2 separate regions of the Pan troglodytes genome follow, and region 1 is linked to region 2. The links are chromatin contacts, called in public Hi-C maps. All regions are on one chromosome and are shown on one strand. The core of a region is the stretch at or near the end of the contact, and the rest is flanking DNA. Distances in the headings are between cores, read along the strand shown. Region 1 has its middle 670 kb from the start of QKI. Region 2 overlaps LOC104007066 (a long non-coding RNA gene).

Region 1 (4,032 bases), core at 536-3,035, 140 kb after region 2:
TGCCTGTAATCCCAGCCACTTGGGAGGCTGAGGCAGGAGAATCGCTTGAACCCAGGAGGCGGAGGTTGCAGTTAGCTGAGATCGTGCCATTGCACTCCAACCTGGGCAACAAGAGTAAAACTCCATCAGAGAGAGAGAGAGAGAGAGAAAACTAAATAAAGAGTCCTAACGTTTAATGACTGGAAAGTAATGGCATCTGCCCCATCCAAGGACTAGGAGTGGGGATCCCACAGCTCATGTGTAGGAGAAGCACAAAGCCTTTTCTGGATAGTGTGCCAGTCAGTGAGTCCAGCCCGCTCAACACCCAGTCACCCTGCACCTGAGCGTGGGACATTCCCGTTACTCTGTGCCCATGAACAATCTCCAGACCCGCCTCAGAGTCCATGTCCTCTCCAGAGCCTGCCTTCGCCTTCCTCTTTGTCTCTTCTTTCCAACTCCTTGGCCTGAGCCATTGCTGCTGGTAGAAATAACATTGCCATTCCCTTCTTGAGGACTGTGTCTTCTGTGATTAGTGTCTAAGTTTTTCAAGGACTCTTGGCCTGGTGCATTTGTGTGTAACCACACGGAGAACATGGAGCTTGGACTATGGCTGATAACACTTTTGGGAAGGAGGTCAAGGACAGGATTAGAAGGCAGTAACCCAGGGCCCAGGAACTAGATGGGGCTCACATCCGTCAGATGCTGATGCTAGCAGGAAGAGCCCTGGGCAGCAGGAGACCGCGATCCATGCCTGCACGCTCAAGTCACCTCACCTGCTGGCCCCGGCTTTCATGGGGGCAGTTGTCTGGATTTTTCAGGAGCTGCTTTCTCAGACTGTTTGCAATCTGCTTTTTGATAGAATGGACACAAAACATATCGGAGACATGACATTCATTTTCTTTCAGGAGTTCAAGGTAATGTTATATTCTCTAGGGGAAGAAGGTACAGTAATGAATGTCTCTTTCTGTTTGTCATCGATTATTTTGAGTTGATTTGACACAGCTGACACCTTCGAGTTTCCAGTGAGGCCGTTTAACAATAGGGAGCTCAAGGACCTTGGGTATTCCAGGAAATGTGTCAGCGTGTTTTCTGCTCTCTTTCTACACAGGTCAAAAGTCCTTTTGAGACTTTTCGCTCCTTTCTTCTTCTTCTTCTTTTTGTCTTTCTTTTTGAGAGGCTAGACAGATTTTTGAAAGCTTCCTCTAAACTATGCAATTGGGTACATGTTCAAAAGCGAGACCTTATTTCTTGTGAGAACTTTGTTGCCCTCCCTCTCTTGTCATCCGTCAGAAGCGCAGAGCTTTTTCGGAAGCTTTGACTGTGAAGGATCACAAATTTGTTTCTCAAAGGCCCCTCCGCTGGCTCCTCCGGCCTCACGAGTCCCGTTCCCCGTGTGCTTCTGTCCTTGCCCAGCAGACACCAGCCCCGCCGCAGGCCAAACTGGCTCCGTTCCCCCTTTCATTCTTGTCCCTCTTTTCAATCTTTCTCTACTTTTTATGCAAAAAAAATGAAGTGTACCAGGCCCGGCGTTGCCATGGCAGTCATGGGGCTGCGTGCGGGCCTTCGGTGGATTTGAGCTCTAGACTTGGAAAAAAGTCATAATGCCCTCAAAGAAGCTGGAAGGAGAGAAAGAAAGAGGAGAAAAATAAAACAGGGAAACAGCCTGAGAGGGAGAGATCAGGAGAAAGAAGGGCAAAGCCCCGAAAATACATTCGAGGTGACATCACTGCCTTTCCCACAGAGGCCATTGACTTGGGAGGCCGCCCGGCCAGTGGCTGCCCTAAAGCCGGCTCTCCAGGGCCGCGGAGCCCTCGCTCCCTTCCTGAATGCCTTTTTTGTTGGGAAACAGTGGCCTGTTTCTGAAGGCCTGCATCAATGACTGAGTAATTCACTGCAGTTGCCAGGAAGTCGGAGCCACTTGTGAGCTAACAATAGTGAACTTTATCTCCCGCCCCACGCTGGAAGTTCCAGCTGTAGGTCCCGAATTCTAATAAGGGCTTTGCTCATGCCTCTGAGGTTATGGTAATATTTTATCCATCTTTTTTCATGAAGACACAGTCGCCGCTGCTATTGACAACCGGAGGCCAGCACTGAGGAGTGACGTGGGCAGGGGGCCAGGGGTGAGGGTGCCTGTGTCGGGGAAGATGGTGAAGAAAATTCAGAGGAAGGAGGAAAGAAAGCGGTTTTCCTATGAGCTCGACATGTTTTCTGTTTAATAGGAGACTCTAAACTGACGTAGAGGAGAGAAGAGAAAGATTTCACTGTGACCCATAAGTGCCTGGAGCGGAAAGATGGCTTCGGACATTTCCCGTGTTTCAGACGCTGCTCCTCCTCCTCCTCCTCAGCAGACGAACCGGCAGCCGAGGCTGACCACGTGCTCAGCATTAGTGTGAGGCTATGAGGTTCCTCTTTGCTCCCCCGTTTGTGGGCAAAGCCGATGTGTATTATTAAGTGATTCTGTATCCAGGTATCAGAGACCCCAATACCTTCTTTACATGATCGTTCTTAGCTAAGGGAAAACTAAGAATTTGCTCACTTCCTGCCTTGTGGGTTCTAAGGACACACCCCAACAAGTTCCTGTGACGGGGGGCTGGGTCACTGACCCCCTGAGCAACCCCGGAAGGACAATTTCTAGGGCCTGGTTACAGAGATGACAGGTGGCTTGAGAAGTCACTGTGTGCCACGTGCTTTCATGATTATTGTTTCAGTTAATCTGCATGACAACCCTGAGAGATAGTCATATTTTTCCATTTTGGATGTACCCGGCTAGTGTTCACGGTGCCCTGTTGCCTCTGCAGCAGAGCGCCGCATCCTCAGTTACTCAAGTCCCCGTTCAGGTTTCTCATGACCGTGGCTTCTTGTTGAGGGAGAAGTAGAAAAAAACGAGTAAAAAGGGATTGGGGAATCTCGTGGGTGTGGGGGAGGATGGCGCGGGCCTGACTTCTCATCTGCCTGCACACCCTTCCCACGAAAATAAACCAGTGAAACCACCTGTGAGCCACACGTGCAGTTCACTAGATGACAGAGGACACCACAATCTGCAAGATTACTTCAACACAGAGAAAGAGACCAAATTTCAGCTAAGCCCCTGTCACCACCACTGGGAGCTTCTGGGCAAGGGGTCGGCAAGGTTTATGTGACTTTGTGGGAAAAAAAAAAAGACAGGATGAGGGTGCCTTAGATGAGGCAAAGACCATCTGGCCTCAAAAAGAAAAATCCATTCCTGGATGCTGAAGGACTGGTGACGGATGGCTCAGGCCTTGGTAGTTCAGAGCAACAGCCACTTGGAAGGGACTTTGAACATGAGTCAGGCAGGAAGAGGCAGCCCCAGAGGTGGGCTTCTCCTGGAGAAGATGCACAAAGAAGGAATGGAAACCACCAGGGACATGTCATGAAGGAGAAGGGAGGAACCGAGGGGGACCTACAGAGATGAGAGATGACAGCATAGCAGACCCAGCAAACCATCTCTTTCCCTCCATCATCACTACCACCATCCACTAAGGAAACCAAACCAAAGAAGACAGATGTACCAAAAAGTGCACTCTCATGTTAGAAATCACACCCATGAAATGAACAGGAAGAGAAAATGTGGACCACATTCACAGGAAACTGTAATAAGAAAATAGAAAATGTGAATCAACAGATAGAAGCTGTGAAAAAAAAAATCAAGCATGAAACAGAAGAAAATTGTCACACAAGTATCAAAACTGAATTAAATAGACACAAAAAAGAATTTGAAGATAAGGAAATACTTTAGATCGAAAATTTAAAAATAAAAATAGAGGCGGGAAACAGAACAAAAAAATAAAACAAGAGTTAAGGAAATGCAAGGACAGAAAAGAGAGTAAAATGTTAGAATCTTAAAGGAAATGAAGGCTAAATTACCAAAGATGACCAAAGAAGAATAGACTCAAATAAAAGCTTAATAAGGGTCATGGAAAAATTAAGAAACACAATCAAGAGGATAACATAAAGATATAAAGAAGATGGATAAAAAGAGTGAAAGAGAAAATGGTTGAAATGTTGGAGAAGAAAGATGCAACATTTGTGCTG
Region 2 (4,197 bases), core at 293-2,792:
GTAGTACTAAATATTTTAGTGGTGATTTATGAACAGTGTTAAAAAATATGCCTTTTCTTTCATTAAAAAAAAAAGTTCTGACACTTAGCAAAATGGTGAGGATTTATGTGTTAAAATGTTTTGCATGGCAGCTTCTGAGTAATAGATTCATAAATATTTCCCTTTTTAAATTTAAAAGTAAAAGTAAATTAGAAAAAAACCCCACCAAATTAAAGGTATTCAGTTAAATAGAGAAGATGAACTTCGGATTTTCACCTGACCTCACAGTGTTTGAACACTGAACTACACCCGCTCATCAAAGGTAGGCAGGAATGACCCTCTAAAAGTTCCTCTCTGTCACCCTCCCTGTAGCGTATATACACGTGCACATGCACCCCAACAGAATACATCAACATTTTGACGATTTACTAAGTTTGCTTTAAAATCATGCTTTTCTCAACACTGACTATTTTCTATTTAGGTTATTACTATTAAAAAAAATATCTGGCCAGGTGCGGTGGCTCACACCTGTTGATCCCAGCACTTTGGGAGTCTGAGGTGGGTGGCTCACCTGAGGTCAGGAGTTCAAGACCAGCCTGACCAATATGGTGAAACCCCATCTCTACTTAAAAAAAAAAAAAAAATAGCCAGGTGTCGTCGCATGCGCCTGTAGTTCTAGCTACTCCAGAGGCTGAGACAGGAGAATGGCTTGAACCCAGAAAGCGGAGGTTGCAGTGAGCCGAGATCGGGCCACTGCACTCCAGCCTGGGCGACAGAGGGAGAGTGTGTCAAAAAAAAAAAAAAAATTCCCATGTGCCCAGAGCATTTTAGGCATATGAAAATGTAATTTAAAACTGATACACAATGATTGTGTGTTATGCAGGAAAAGAGTTAAGAAATAGTCCTCATGAGCTGCTTGAAGAGGGGATGAAAAATGAGACAAGAGACGAAAGGATGGCAGGGTCTTTCGGGCAGCGTGGGGGCTCCCCGTTGCCGGGTCCTTTTATGCTTTGTGATTGAATCCAGCCAGACCTCTGAGCACTCCTCTCCTTTTTGCTTGTGTGGCGATGGGGGTTGTCGCTGGGGAGAGGCAGAGGCAGGGGGAGTGAATGAGAAAAAAGAAAAGTTGGCCACACGAATACAATGCCAGAGACTGTGGTCCCAGTTCTATGGGGGAGAGCGAGGGGGAAGTTGCCGGAGCTCCACAACGCAGCTCTCGTTCCCATGGAAACCGATGTTTAGTGCTGAATGCCTCGCTTGACTCTGCATAGCCCCCTTCCTCTGTCTTTTTAAATCTCTGTTGGAGATGCGTTGTCTTCCTGGGTTTTTTTGTTTGTTTGTTTTGTTTTAATAAAAATAAAGACGATAGAGAAGAAAACACTTTCCGCCTCAAGACATCCCGTGGATAGGCTGATGACACATATCCTGGGTGGGTTTGAAATCTGGCTGGATCTCCCCAGATCTAAGATCTGGTACCTTGTCTTCCAGCCATGTACTGACAGGCCACCAAGAGCTGTGCCAGGCAGAGATTGGCAGACTAATTTGAATACCAATGCTGCTCTCGGCTGGCTTCCAGTTACAAGGCGGGGAGGCCCAGGAGGGCAGGCAGGGTGGGGACAGGGGTGGATTCAATAGAGGCTTCTGGGGGGAGAGGGGGAGTTCTCCCACCATTATGTGCTTCCTTCCTTCTCTTACTCCCATGCCCCTTCTCTGCTGGGTTATTGGCAAGTCTACTTTCTATTCTTCAAGGATTAATGCCTCAGTGCAAGAGGAAAATTGGCAATTAAAAATATCTCAAAGCCTGGGATTTCTGTCGCTTTATCGTTTTCCAGTTAGATTTCATCAGGATGCCACTGCACAGAGAAGTTTAGGGCTTTTGTTGTTGTTTGTCAAAGAGTTTAAAACTATGAGCAGGATGTTTTTATCTTTAGAGAAAAAAGACAGGCAACCTTTTGTGCTAATGGAGCTTAGCTAACATCTATAAGCAGGGAGAATTTCTAAGGGGAAAGTGAGTTACTATAATACTCTCTAACAAAAGAATCTGCTTATAAAAAATAAGATACTAGGTTCTTATCAGAACTGCTGAATATAAGTTATTTGGTACTTTTCCATATTTGAAATTTTTAAAAATCAGAGATTATATATACGTATGGAAATTCCTCTCACACCCCCCCAATAAAATATTTTAAATGTAAAAGATGATAAATGTGCATCTTTGCATTGTGAACTATCGTGTTGAAATAATTTCTCAGCTTCTGAGATTCTAATGAAATTCTCCAGGCAGGTTGAAGTGCTGAATCCCCTGGTGGAAGCTCTGGAGGAACCTTCCTCCCGTCCCCGTTGGCGGCTGGCAGGCTGTGGTGGTTTCGGGCAGGGAAGGGCCCCGCAGTGTCCCTCCTGTGGCCACACACACTCCTTTATTGCTCCAGCGCCCACCTGCTGCTTGCACTTGCGATTTGGGTGGCGTGATGCCAGTGACATCAGACAGGCCAGGGTATTGTCCCAGTCTCAGGGAAGATATAAGTTGTCACCATCAGTGAATATTTATTAGGTGTTCGTTGGCACAGGACTTCATGCAAGGAGTGATCAGCGGGAGACCAGGAAACACAGAGGAAGCCGGATCATTTTTGGGGTGCGAGGCGCCTTGTGCCGGTGATCACTTGTATGCCAGTTTTATTTCTTTGTAAGTGTGGAAAACGTGGCCCCCAATTTCTGCATCATTATTCTAACGAGGTTGGCAAAAGTCCTAGGCCTTTGTTACAGAGCGACAGCTTTTCTCTTTATATGATATTTTTGAGGTTTATTTATGGAAAGCCTTAAACATTATTTTTTTCATGATTATCCTTTAAACCTAGTGCATTATTACCTGGGAAAACTCAGGGAAGATTTCTTGTTCAGAACTAAGCAAAATAGTATTTACTGTAAGATGTAATGAAGCAGCCCAAGTGGGTTTTTATTTCTAGGCTGGTCACGGTCATAATAGTGACTTTGCCGAGTTTTGAAAACGTATCTGTAAAGAAGATTCAAGCTAGAAGAAAACACTAGTTATTGGAGGAAGTCTTTTACTGTGGGCAGCACGGAGGTCACCTTGTCTGTATGCCTGGGAGTTTTCTCCTTGCCCAGCCTATGAAATTAATGGTTTAATAGAGAGGGAAAGTTCAACCTCAAAATGTAAATCTTTAGCCCAGTTAATAGACACACTGGGGCACTGTATTAACTTGCATTTATATTCAAGCGGCGCGGTCACTCTGAAATCCTCCTCTGTGCCGGAAAGCAGCCTCTGCAGAAACTTGAAAGGGCCTAAAGCATGTGGGTTACTGGGTGAACCCCAAATAGTCAAACCAGTCAAACCAGTCTTTCCCAGCTCTAATTATCAGATGGAGCGGAACACTAGGTAAGAAGTGAGAAGCAGTGGAGTGAGGCGCTGGCTCCCTGAGGAGGAGCTGGGGAGGAAAGGGCTCATGGAGGGGCAATATTGCTTTGTCTGTCTGTGGACTGTGGATGGGGATTCTAGCCTTCATCGCCTCCATGTTACACGTTCACCTTCCATGGGTTTTCCCATGTGAGCCTTCTAGGGATGAACTATTACTTACCGTCTTGCATGTTTATTTTCTTCATTTCAAGGGCTTACAGTGCCAGATGGCAGAGTTTGACACAGTTCGGTAAATGAAAGAATAAAGACCGTTAATGAGTTCCACTTTCTGTTTTCTGGTAGAATAGTAAGAACAGGCTTTTCATCTATTTCTACTTTTTCTTATTTGGACTTTTAAGTCTTGCCAGGATAGTCAGACTCTCTTTGTGTTTTGAGGTGGGGTTGTGCCGCTGGAGGAAGCTGAGGGGCAATTGTGGAACAGGCAGTCACTTCGATTCTCTGTGAGTGCAGGAATCAGGGTCCGGAGCAGTTTCACTGCAAGGTGCACGGCCCTGCTGGACTTGTTGCTTAATATCTCAATTTTTTGAGGCCCTGAAGTTGTGCAAACCCTTGGATGAATTTTCATCTCATTCTGCAGCATTATTTCCAACTGCCGCTCCACCATGGCAGCTCTCCCAGGGGCTTTGTTAATGAATATAATTTTACAGCAACAAAAGAAGCTACGAGAACTGAAAGTTCTAGAGGGAAAACAGCACTTTCTTTTTTCCCCAAGTCAAATTTTTGAAGTCGTAGGTGTTTTCTCCCGCAGACCCACAGTCAGATGGATCCCTGTTTAGGGAATCCTA

What was found. A called contact is a pair of places that touch in the nucleus more often than the background predicts.
Region 1: a Hi-C map of stem cell-derived neural progenitor cells shows a contact between it and region 2, with 5 times the contacts expected there. The contact joins two enhancer-like sites.

Annotation. Positions count from the first base shown.
Region 1 is chr5:176,170,681-176,174,712 of NHGRI_mPanTro3-v2.0_pri, forward strand. No RefSeq gene overlaps it. Among named protein-coding and RNA genes, the nearest start is that of QKI, 670 kb to the left of the region's middle. Within about 2 kb of position 1,786, at least 14 of the 24 cell types and tissues checked have an H3K27ac peak or open chromatin away from gene starts, as enhancers often do. A contact at or near this core is called in stem cell-derived neural progenitor cells, where this site is marked.
Region 2 is chr5:176,029,434-176,033,630 of NHGRI_mPanTro3-v2.0_pri, forward strand. All of the region lies in intron 1 of LOC104007066 (a long non-coding RNA gene), which reads left to right. Among named protein-coding and RNA genes, the nearest start is that of QKI, 530 kb to the left of the region's middle. Within about 2 kb of position 1,543, at least 19 of the 24 cell types and tissues checked have an H3K27ac peak or open chromatin away from gene starts, as enhancers often do. A contact at or near this core is called in stem cell-derived neural progenitor cells, where this site is marked.